Linked DNA regions of Mus musculus: region 1 is linked to region 2. Evidence: chromatin contacts called from public Hi-C data. All regions are on one chromosome and are shown on one strand. Each heading gives the region's core, a stretch centred on a gene start, on an enhancer-like site or on the middle of the called end of the contact. The rest is flanking DNA. Distances are from core to core; before and after follow the strand shown.

Region 1 (5,219 bases), core at 480-2,979, 100 kb after region 2:
TCCTGGCAATCAGCTGGAACCAACCCCTCGGCCATGCTAAGTTTCTTTCAACAGGGTCATCCCATGTTCATTCTTCTGCCCCAAACCCCACTATGAAACAAGATAACCCCCTGTGTTTCTAAATGTACCAAGGGATACCACTTTTTCTCACAAGTTTAAATAGGACAAGCATATATACTCACTCTCAGCATAAAGTATATCTAAATAATGTATTTTCTATTCTAGTGGATTTTTAAAAAAATATTTTGTCAAAGTCTTTGGGACTCCATCTTGTTTATCTCCCACAGATAAACACGCGTTTCCCCCTACGCTTTAGGCTGTGTCAGAAAGGGAAAGGATAGAACATCAACACTTGAATTTCTTATTCCAAAATTTGGAATTTGTATTCCAAATTTCCCTTTAGCCCTCCCAAGTAGTGCTGACTGACTCTCCTGGTGATAGGGGTCTGTGTCTGAGTCCCCTGTGGTCACGGAGCAAGGAGCAGAACGTGGGTATCGGGGTGGGAATTGGGGAAAGGCCACAGCACACTGGAGCTCCAGCAAAGCCAAATTGCATCTCCTCTGGTCAGACTCTCTTTCCTTGTACATATTGTCCCCAGAGGAGTAGCCAAAGCTATTCCACTCTCTACTCATCAACCCTGGCTTGGCAGCCTTGGGGAAGGTCACTTTATTCATAAAAATGCCTCTTTGAAGTCCTAAAAAGAAAAAAAAAGTTGTAGCACCATGGTGAACTGTATTCAAAGATTTAAAAAAAAAAAGAAAAGAAAAGAAACCCTCAGGTGTGCACTGCCCGGTCCTAAAAAGTTAGAGGCACTCACACCTCCAGCAACAGATCATTTTCTCAATATCCACACTTCCTCTTATTAGCATCCCTGCATCATCCAACCTTCCTCCTGGGAGAAAAGGCTTCTTCAACACAGCCCAAGTTTTGCTGGCAAAAAAAAAAAAAAAAAAAAAAAATGCTTTAAGACAGTCCCATTTGATGAAATAAAAACTAGTATCTGAACCTTTGCAAAGCCTGCTCACTTCCACACTCCTAGAGGATGTGGGATAGTATTAGGCCTATTCTTAACTCCGCCCCCTCTGGACTCGACAGGCCAACACCAAGCTCCACACAATCACCTTACTGTCCTGACCGTGAAGGCATAAGTATTGTATAGGAGAGGGCACCCCTCTCAGGCCTGGACATTGCAGGCAGCATCTGCCGCCATTCTTTCTTGTGTGCATATGGTGGATACCCTGAACCTAAGGAGGTGAGCTCTAGAAAACGCACAGGAGGCCAAGACCTGCTGCTGTCACTCTGACAATCTGGCATTTTTATCTGGACTCCGTTTGATTGGGAAGGGGATGAGAGGAGTCAAGGGCAAGGGCTTAGGGGTAGGGTGGGGTGAAGGAGGCAGCAACTGGTTTACCCCCCCCCCACCCACCCAACAACCCCAAGTTGTTGCTTAGAAATCAGGCTGAAGGAAAGAAAACAAAAATCTGACATCTGCCAAAAACCAATAACAAGTCCCTTCTTGGGATGAGCAGTTAGGTGGATCTCTGGTGTTCCAAGACCCTGACATTTTCTGTGACAGGCGACGGGAGGAGACTGTGCTATAATGTCAAAAGCATCGCCAGGAGGAACAGTAGGATTGCCAAAAGGCGGCTGGGTATCCTTGGTGTCTGCGCCGCGTTCTCACCGCGGGATGGCTCGGCTGACTCATGTACGGTGTCATCTGTTCAAATAGAAAGCACACATTCCAATGAGATTTCACATCCTTAATAACTCTCCTGCAGCAGCCTGCTGTTAACAGACCTCGCCACCCTCTGCAAAGTAGGGTAATGAACCCTGTGCCACCATTGACTTTCATGTCTGCATAATCACTCATTATTTACAGCAAACAAAGGAGAGGCAGGGGAAATTGGACTTCCTTCACAATATTTATACTCTGCCTTGAAGCCAAGGGGGAAACTGTGCATACAGTATAATATTCGCTGCAGAAGCTACTCGGATGGGCTACTGGGCAGATGCACTTTGCACAAACTGGGGGGAAGCATCTTTAAGCCTGAAGTACTACGGGCGGAAGTAACACGCTGGAAGGGACGGGGAAGAGTTATGTGGGCATATTAGTGGTTAACCAGACCTGGCTGCTCATTCTCTTTCTTTTAGGCATTTCACAGGATTAGTGTTGAATGTTTGCTTGCTTGGTGCCTACGTGTATTTTCAAATGTGAAAAAAAAAATTAAATGCCAAGACAACAACAGTATTTTAAATAAACTATATATAATACCCAGGAAACTTCAGAAATCCCATACCCACTGGGCTGCCTACAATTAGGAATCAATTATGGTACTATTTCCATTACAGGCCCTGCATCTCCCAGATTAAATTACTTGAACTTGACTATTCTTATTTTTATCAGGCTGAGGCTTGGCACATAAATTATCAGTGTGGATGCAAATTTTCCTCTAAATAAAATGGATTAAGTGAGTTAAGCTTCTTTTATTTAGCTATAAAGTGTTCTACGAGGCTGCCTCTGACTCTGGATCGCCTCCCTGATCTGCATGATTAACAGGCTTAACTTTGAAATGGGAACTTTGCAGTAATTAGTGCCCAAAGATAGATTGGAGGCCTGCCCATGAGCCGTACGATTCTCTGATGTGGCCCATCTCCTTCCTCCCATCTGGCCTAGCTTATGCTTTTAGCCTAGATGACCTCTGGACATGTTTCAGGAGCTGACGATTGGCCTCTGAGCAGATTTCATTTCGGCATCAGGGGGACTTCCCGTGGGAAGACAAGAATTGCTACGTGGGATTTGCTGACTGGTGAATAGAGAGAGCAGTAACAAGTGAGACTCCACTATTTGTTCTCAATTATGTAGACCCTACAAGATAATCCCCTAACATCCATCAGTGTTACTAAGTGCTACTCCGTGCCTCTTAATAGATTGTCCATTACTTTAACTTCATATATATTCACCTACCACACACATCATAATAAGGGCATGTTTCCTTACTGGGGAGTGCCATACTGTCTATTATATGCCTTAGAGGGAACTCTTTTTTGGCTCACACTTTCTGGAAGTTTCTGCTCATCCCCTTCACATCCCATGTGAACTAAGAAACATGCGTTCTCAGAATTAAAGTCTTCCGCCCCAGAAGGATCTTATCATTTCAGTGGGTCCTGCTGGAGGAGCCCCTGCAGCCCTTTGTTTAATCTGTTCTCCTTTCCTGGATGTGAGCAAACCCGGAGAGATTGCTTTTAGCTTAGGAGACTAGAAAAGGTTAGGGAGCAAGAACAGGAAGGTAAATCCCGCCCAGCGTAGCCGAGTACGTGTGGGCCCTCATCCTTTCTCTGCTCTTTTTTCAGCCTTGGTAATGCATTAATTAAATCTGTAGTTAACAGGAGGCAGAAGTAAAGGCCCCTAATAGCCCTGAAATTAAAATCCAAATCACATTCTTAAGAGCACCAATATGGTGTCAATCAAAACAATGGAGCACTTCAGGCTTAATTATAAAAGAACCATAAACCCGGAGGATTCCACAGCTCATTTTGAAACATCACTTATATTTATACACCTGAAATTACACCACCTACTGGGGTTCTTCTCCACCCTTTTTGCAATAATACATCACTCAATCTTTCTCCTTGTGAGGCTTGGAAATGTACTGTTAAGAAGATGCCCAAGCGAGACTTCTGCAGTCTGGGCAAGCATGCAGGGCAGGACTTCACTGCTTCCCACCCCTTGCAGTGGCTCAGCCAGGGCTATCCATTGTCCCAGGGTCACTCAGCTCAAGGCACAGTGAAGGGACTTTGCGGAATAACTGAATTTTTCTTCTAAGTGAAGCGTAAGTTTGAGTGGACCTTTCAAACCTTGCATCACAGATAATGTTTGGAATTAGCATTTCTGAGAGCTGTATTGTCAGTTATTACTTTAGCCTCAAATACATTCCCCTACCACACACACCATAGTAAGGGTATGTTTTCTTACTAGGAGAATCATACTCCCCTGTGTTTCCCTCAAGTGAGAGAACCCTCTTGTCCCTACAATATGATGCGCATGAGTCGGGAGTCTGCAAGGCATGCTTTGATTAAAACAGGTCCTTGACGGGGCACTCTATACATCACCATCGTCACCCACACCCCTTACCCCTGACACTGAATAAGAAACTGGCTACCATTTGGATAACTAGGGAGGAAATTTCAGAATTCTAAGTTGAAACTCCTAAGTAAAAAAAAAAAAAAAAAAAAAAAAAAGAAATCTATCCTAATCAAAATTAAACCTACATATGAGAGATTATTAATACTTGTAATAGTGAGTGTGGCTTGGCAGAAGAAAATGTTCCTCTTTAGAAGCCAAATGGAGTCTTGCCTCTTAGTTACAGGATTCCACCACACAGGGGTTTCGGTGGCTAACTGAGAAGACTAATGCTATTTTGGAGCATGTAATGTGGCATATGTCTGCCCTGAGATCATCCTGCATCCCTGAAGGTAGGAAACTGGCAGGCAGCGTGTGCAAGCAAACAATAAAGACAAATGCATTCCACAGACAGGTGAATTAGAACACATTGCTGAGAACATGCAGTAGACCCTTTCAGGCTCGCTGGGTCCCTAAAGCCTGTGTGTGCATCTAGTGCTGGTGGAATCCCTAAAGCCTGTGTGTGCATCTAGTGCTGGCTAAAGGAGACCACTGTTAATTGAAACAGTCAACAGAGTGGGAAAAGAACAGCATTTGTGACTGACAGAATTTTCTAGAAAATAAAGAGAAACACTTAAATCTGTTAACACATTCATATTACTAGGTATGATGGCTCAGACCCCCCCCCCATGTTAGTGAGGATGCTTGCCAGCAGTCTCTTAAAACGCAGGCAAACACACAAACACACATTTACTAAACTACATGCTGCCAAACTTGCCAAACTTCTATAGTTAGTTATATGGTCATGGACTTGGGGCCACTGTGAATTCCAAGTTCTGTATGAGAAAGAACTTCTTTCTTAGCAGACAGACACTAACATAAGCTCATGTGTGAGAGCTTCTCAATGTTACATTTTATCATTAGTCCAATTCAAAGGTGCTTTTCTTAGCAACATAATAGTCCTTGGTATGCTTCTTTACCAGAGAGAGAGAGAGAGAGAGAGAGAGAGAGAGAGAGAGAGAGAGAGAGAGAGAGAGAGAGAGAAGCCGGGCATGGTGGGGCAAGCCTTTAATCCCAGCACTCAGGAGGCAGAGGCAGG
Region 2 (5,172 bases), core at 28-2,527:
ACTCCCATGATTCCTTGGGAACAGGAGGTCTCTGGTGGGCGTGCTAAAACTGCTGCTCCCGCATGTCAATCAAACTGAGATTCCGTAAAACAATTCAGTCCTGTGCCTGGAGCTAATGAAGGGACAGGAGAAGCCGTTCCAGTTCCTTCCACCAGCCACGAACCCATCTCCTGCAAGTGTCAAGGACAACGCTTTCAACAAAGTCCCAACACACAGAAAGGGAGTAAAATGCTAATCTGTCAGAGTAAATACTTGTTCCTGGAAAAGGTCTGTATGTTTGGAAGAAGACTGCTTTCATTTCCCAGGGGTTTCCAGGACCCAAAGCTTTTGCATTGATCTCATTTGATCAGAACACTGTGCTATGGGCAGGGCAGAAGTTCCATCTGTGTTTTAAAGGTGAGTGAAGTGGGTCCTTGGGGTAGATAGCAGCCTGGGGGTCAACAGTGATGTCAAAGCAGTCTGACTCCTGACTCGGGCCCTTTCAACACCCCATCCTGATTCTTATCTCCAGATGGATGAAGATTCATTTGACCCGGGCTTACGGTCTTGGTGCTATCTCTCCTGCCTTCGCGATACCTGCCAAACTCTGTTATCTCAGAGACTTGCTATTTAAAAAATGGCCACCGAAAGCTAAACCTAAGGGGTTGGAAGGAAGGAAGAGACTGCTGAGAGATCAACTCTCTTTCTAGTGGCCCCAGTGAGGTTCATTTGCAGTTTCCGACGACGGTACCCACAGTGACTATCGTTTTCAAGCTACACTGATAAGCTAACTGTGAAACAAAGGAGCACACAGACTAATAAGAGTGTTTAGAGAAAATTAACATCTGGGCAATTTATTGCTAAATCTAAACTCCTCAAACTTTGCATCCAACACATTCTAATCGTAGCCTTAATTCCAATCTTTAAAAAAAAAAAAAAAAAAAAAAAAGCTTAACCTGTCTCTTCTCATAGCAAAACATTTACATAAACAACCCAGGAACTAATTTTGTTTCCTTGTTTTGTTTTTGTTTTTTTTTTTTTCCTTTATTCAGTTCCTAGGAAAAGGACTTGAATACTAGAAGAGGTGAACAGAAATGAATACCCAGCTTGCATCTCAATCATGCTGTTTATATGGATTAGTCATGTGCCAGCACCTCACATTCCTTACGTAGGTGTTCAATAATATTTGTTGAATGATTGACAGGAGCAATGAGCACACAGTGTCTTCGTCCCGGTGTGTGACTTCCAGCAGAGAAGTAGAGGGTCATGAAAACCATGGCCTTTAACAGAAAGGTTCTAGTGATCACTACTAAATCACCAGATGACTCAGGCCAGTAGGTCTGACTCACCCCACGGGGCTTCTCAACAATAGAGTTAAGAATGTAAAATCATCTCTTGAAGTTACTTCCAGGGCTAGCATTGCGTAGCTCTAGTTTGAAAAACTATCTGCCAAAGAAAAATATTACTCTCACCAGAAAATAAATATGATTGAAGAGCGGTCCCAGACAGAGGCTTAGATTTCAGCTTTAAATGTGTCTGGGGGGTTTAGAATCTTAACGATTATAATTGAAGACAATGAGGACTTCCTGGATCCTAACAGACACTGCTTTTAGCACATTATCACCTATTACAGCACCCTATAAAGGGACTGAGGTGGAGACACTGGAGGAGGCTCTAAGGAAAACTAAACTTCATATCTTATTCTCTCTCCCTCACCCACTACCTCACCGACTCCCCACCCCTGTTCTTTAACAAAGCAGATTTAGAAAAGGAAAAGGTATCTATAATGAACTATTTTGAAATTCCAGAACCTGGGGAAAGATGTCTATGAGTCTCTAAGCATACAAAAGAGAATAGCCTAGAAAAGCAAATGTGTGGAAGTGGGTCCCTGCACAGAATTCTGAATTTTTAGAGGAAGTGGCAACTCAAGCAAGAATTTCAAGCATGCATGCACACGCTTACAGACACACACACACGGAAAAGAGCTGAGATCCCAAGAAGTATGCTGCACCAAAGACCTCAGAGATGGTGAATGGATTCCCTCAGGTTCTGAGCAGAGTTGGCCACAGGAACAGGGTGCCAGGCAGAAACTCTAACCAATAGGAGCCCTGAAGAGGAAGAAGTACTAAAGCCCTGCAAAGGACTAACCTTTAACCAGCGTCCTCTGCCTGGGCCAACACACCTGGCAGTCCAGACTTGCTGGTACCACCGTATAGCACTTAAAAGAACCAGGCAACGGTGTGAGAGAGGAAGGACTCCATGGGCAGAGAGCCAGTAAGAGAACATAACAAGGGAATCATGTAACTCCAACTGTGATCTTCAAAGACTTCCTTTTTTCCCAATTCCTCCCACAGCAAGCCTTCCCATCTCTTTTTTTTTTTCTCTACAGAGGCACACAGAAATTTTTATCTAACATGTCCTAAAATACAAGCTAGATTGAAAAACAAAAAACAGAAAGAAAATAATAGACCCCACCTGAATATTCATATGTGAAGATAAGTTTTCAGAAAATTAAAATACGAAAATCTCAGTGTGGTGGTACACACTTAGGATTTCCAGCACTGGGTGTCAATCCAGTGAAGAAATGAAGGAATTAATAAACAAGACAAAGTGTAAGAAACAATATACCCATCTTTCCCATCACTCTCTTTGAAGTTACTGTCTCTTGTCTTGCCTGGCATCCTCAGTATACAGCACCTTTGTGTCTTTTCCTTCCTATTCATTATGTGGCGCCAAGGAGACCTTTCTGAGCGAAACCACACGCCACTGGCTCTTCTCAGATCCCTTCCTTGAACCTAGAACACAGTTCAGAGTCCTTACAGTGCCTTACAAAGTTTCGACTACTCAGCTCTCTCCCTCTGCAGACTCGCTTCCAGCCTACTTTTGTAGTTAGGCTCCGTGTGGTGGCTCTCAATCTGTGGGTCATGACCCCTTTAGGGTAGACTGACCCTCTCACAGGGGTGACCTAAGACCATCGGAAAACACAGATATTTGCATTGCAGTTCATAACAGTAGCACAATTATCTATGCCTTGGTGGGTGTCATTGCCTTACTTCCCATAGGCCAATGGTTCTAGGCCTTCCTAATGCTATGACCCTCACGGTACGGTGATCCACAACCATGAAATTGTTTTGTTGCTGCTTCAGAGCTATAATTTTGGTACTGTTATGAATTGTAATGTAAATAGTTTTGGAGACACAGGTTTGCCAGGGGGATTGCAACCCTCAGGCTGAGAGCCACTGTCCTATACCACAATGCTTCCTGATTGGGGATTTACCTCTGCCCTGTCTTCTAGAGGGTTTGTCTCTCCTTTCTGCCTATTTTATCTCCTGCACCCCTTCTCAAAGCCCCATTCTCCCCTCCCCTAACGTACACCCTTCTCTGCTCTCACCAAGTCCATACCTCATCTGTTCCCATAGCACTCTGCACTCATCCTTCACACTTCCCTCACTTTTAGGCTGATAGGTAAACATGTCGCTGGTGGAATTATTGACTATTGATAACCTGAATACATCTTGGAGACTCTATCTGTTCCCACCGTTGTTATCCACAGCATCTAGATCTGGGCAGATAAACGATAGGTCCTCATTAGCAGCATCTTCAGTGAATGATGGATATCTGTGATTCATCTCCCAAATCTTTCTCAGGAGATGGAACGTCAAACACACTACTCAAAAGCCTCACATTGCTGAGCCAGAAAAGGTACTCTTGCCTCCAGACTTCTTAGAGCATCATCCCAGGCATCCTGCCCTAGCACACGTAACTCTAAAGCTTGCTCAGGTGCCAAATCACAGGATCCAGTTTCACAGCTGGACAAAAAGGTGATTGAGATGAGAGACAATAGGAATTATTCATTGGGTCCTATGAACAGTGGAGTATGAGTGAGAAATTGAGAAATCAGAGACTAGTGCTCCAAAGCAATACCAATGGGTGGGTGGTGTGGGCAGCATATTAACACAGAGATGACAGTCGGGTCTCATTGCTAAGTCTTCTATACACACACACACACACACACACACATAGGCACAGGCACAGAGGATGAGACTCAAAAAAAAAAAAATCCACACATACCTGGCCAGTAGCTAATTAATAGAAAAAGTTCTTCTAAGGGCCAAAGTTTAATTGAATTGATTTTGGATCAGAAATTCTTTTTGGAGGGGAAGAGGAGGTATAATGAGACTGAAGATGGGAAATAGATTTTATTGATGTTTTTGTATTTGGGGTATTGTACTTATCTACAGTTGATTTGTTTTGTTTTGTTTTTTCCTTAAGGTCAAGTACTAAAAATGATGATGGTGGTGGTGGTGGTGGTGATGATGAACAAACTAGAAGCCACAGAAACGGCTCATGCCTGGTAAAGTGCTGAGAGTCGGAGATGAGAGAAGACTCCATGCTGGCACTCATGCTGGCACTTCTCCTCAGCCAGATCACATCTTGGACACAATCCGTCTTTTCAAGCAGTGCCAGTGGAGATGAGGAGGTGTGAATTCAAGGCCAAGGCTGAAGCCCAGGTTGATGCACACAAAGCTTAGGGCTGCCTCAGCCTAAACAGAGCTGCCAGATCCTTTTTATATTTCCTCTGAAAGGAGCACAAAGTTTCAACTCGAAACTGGAGGGTTATTAGTTTCCCTACCAAAAGAAAAAGCGTCTCAAATGTGGGATTCCACATAGCAGGGCTGCTTTTGAACTCCCCAGCCCTCAACATCTGCAGCCGTTTCTATTCTCCAAGCGTTGCCAACTCTCCCTTTAAGGACTGATATCTCCATGCACACATGGGTTCTGGCGGCCTCTGTTGAGTACAACAGGCTGCGGGAAGCCGAGTCAGCAAGGGGAAGAGTTGAAGGATCCTCCACACATGGCTTTAACTTTGCTTTGTGTCTGAATCTCCGCCTACAGAATGGCTTCAGCACGTCCAAATGCAGCATGCAAGGTACAAATGCGCCCTGAATCTTCTGTAAAAATAACCTCTGGTCTTATATAAGGATAATTAAACAGCAAGGATCAAACAACAGGCCAGGGAGATGATGGGGACAAAGACAAAACTCTGCTGGCCTGGAGATTGATCTCCAGGACCCACACAGTAAAACAAACTCAACAGAAGCTGCCCCCTGATCTTCACACACACACACACACACACACACACACACACACCATCAGTCCATAAATATAGAAATAAATAAAGTAATAAGTAAA

What was found. Hi-C and Micro-C count contacts between places; a contact is called where the count stands out from the background.
Region 1: a contact with region 2 is called in a Hi-C map of the C2C12 cell line, with 2.2 times the contacts expected there. The contact joins two enhancer-like sites. A contact is called at or near these places in 3 of 39 promoter capture datasets (liver, pre-B cells and second pharyngeal arch cranial neural crest) and 2 of 484 Hi-C or Micro-C datasets (the C2C12 cell line and Sertoli cells).

Annotation. Positions count from the first base shown.
Region 1 is chr17:62,605,747-62,610,965 of GRCm38.p6, forward strand. It overlaps Efna5 (ephrin A5), which reads right to left. Exons shown (of 5, transcript NM_207654.2): 5 at 1-1,717. The coding sequence ends at 1,596. Among named protein-coding and RNA genes, the nearest start is that of Gm25800, 150 kb to the left of the region's middle. Within about 2 kb of position 1,730, at least 50 of the 459 cell types and tissues checked have an H3K27ac peak or open chromatin away from gene starts, as enhancers often do. A contact at or near this core is called in the C2C12 cell line, where this site is marked.
Region 2 is chr17:62,503,559-62,508,730 of GRCm38.p6, forward strand. No RefSeq gene overlaps it. Among named protein-coding and RNA genes, the nearest start is that of Gm25800, 49 kb to the left of the region's middle. Within about 2 kb of position 1,278, at least 32 of the 459 cell types and tissues checked have an H3K27ac peak or open chromatin away from gene starts, as enhancers often do. A contact at or near this core is called in the C2C12 cell line, where this site is marked.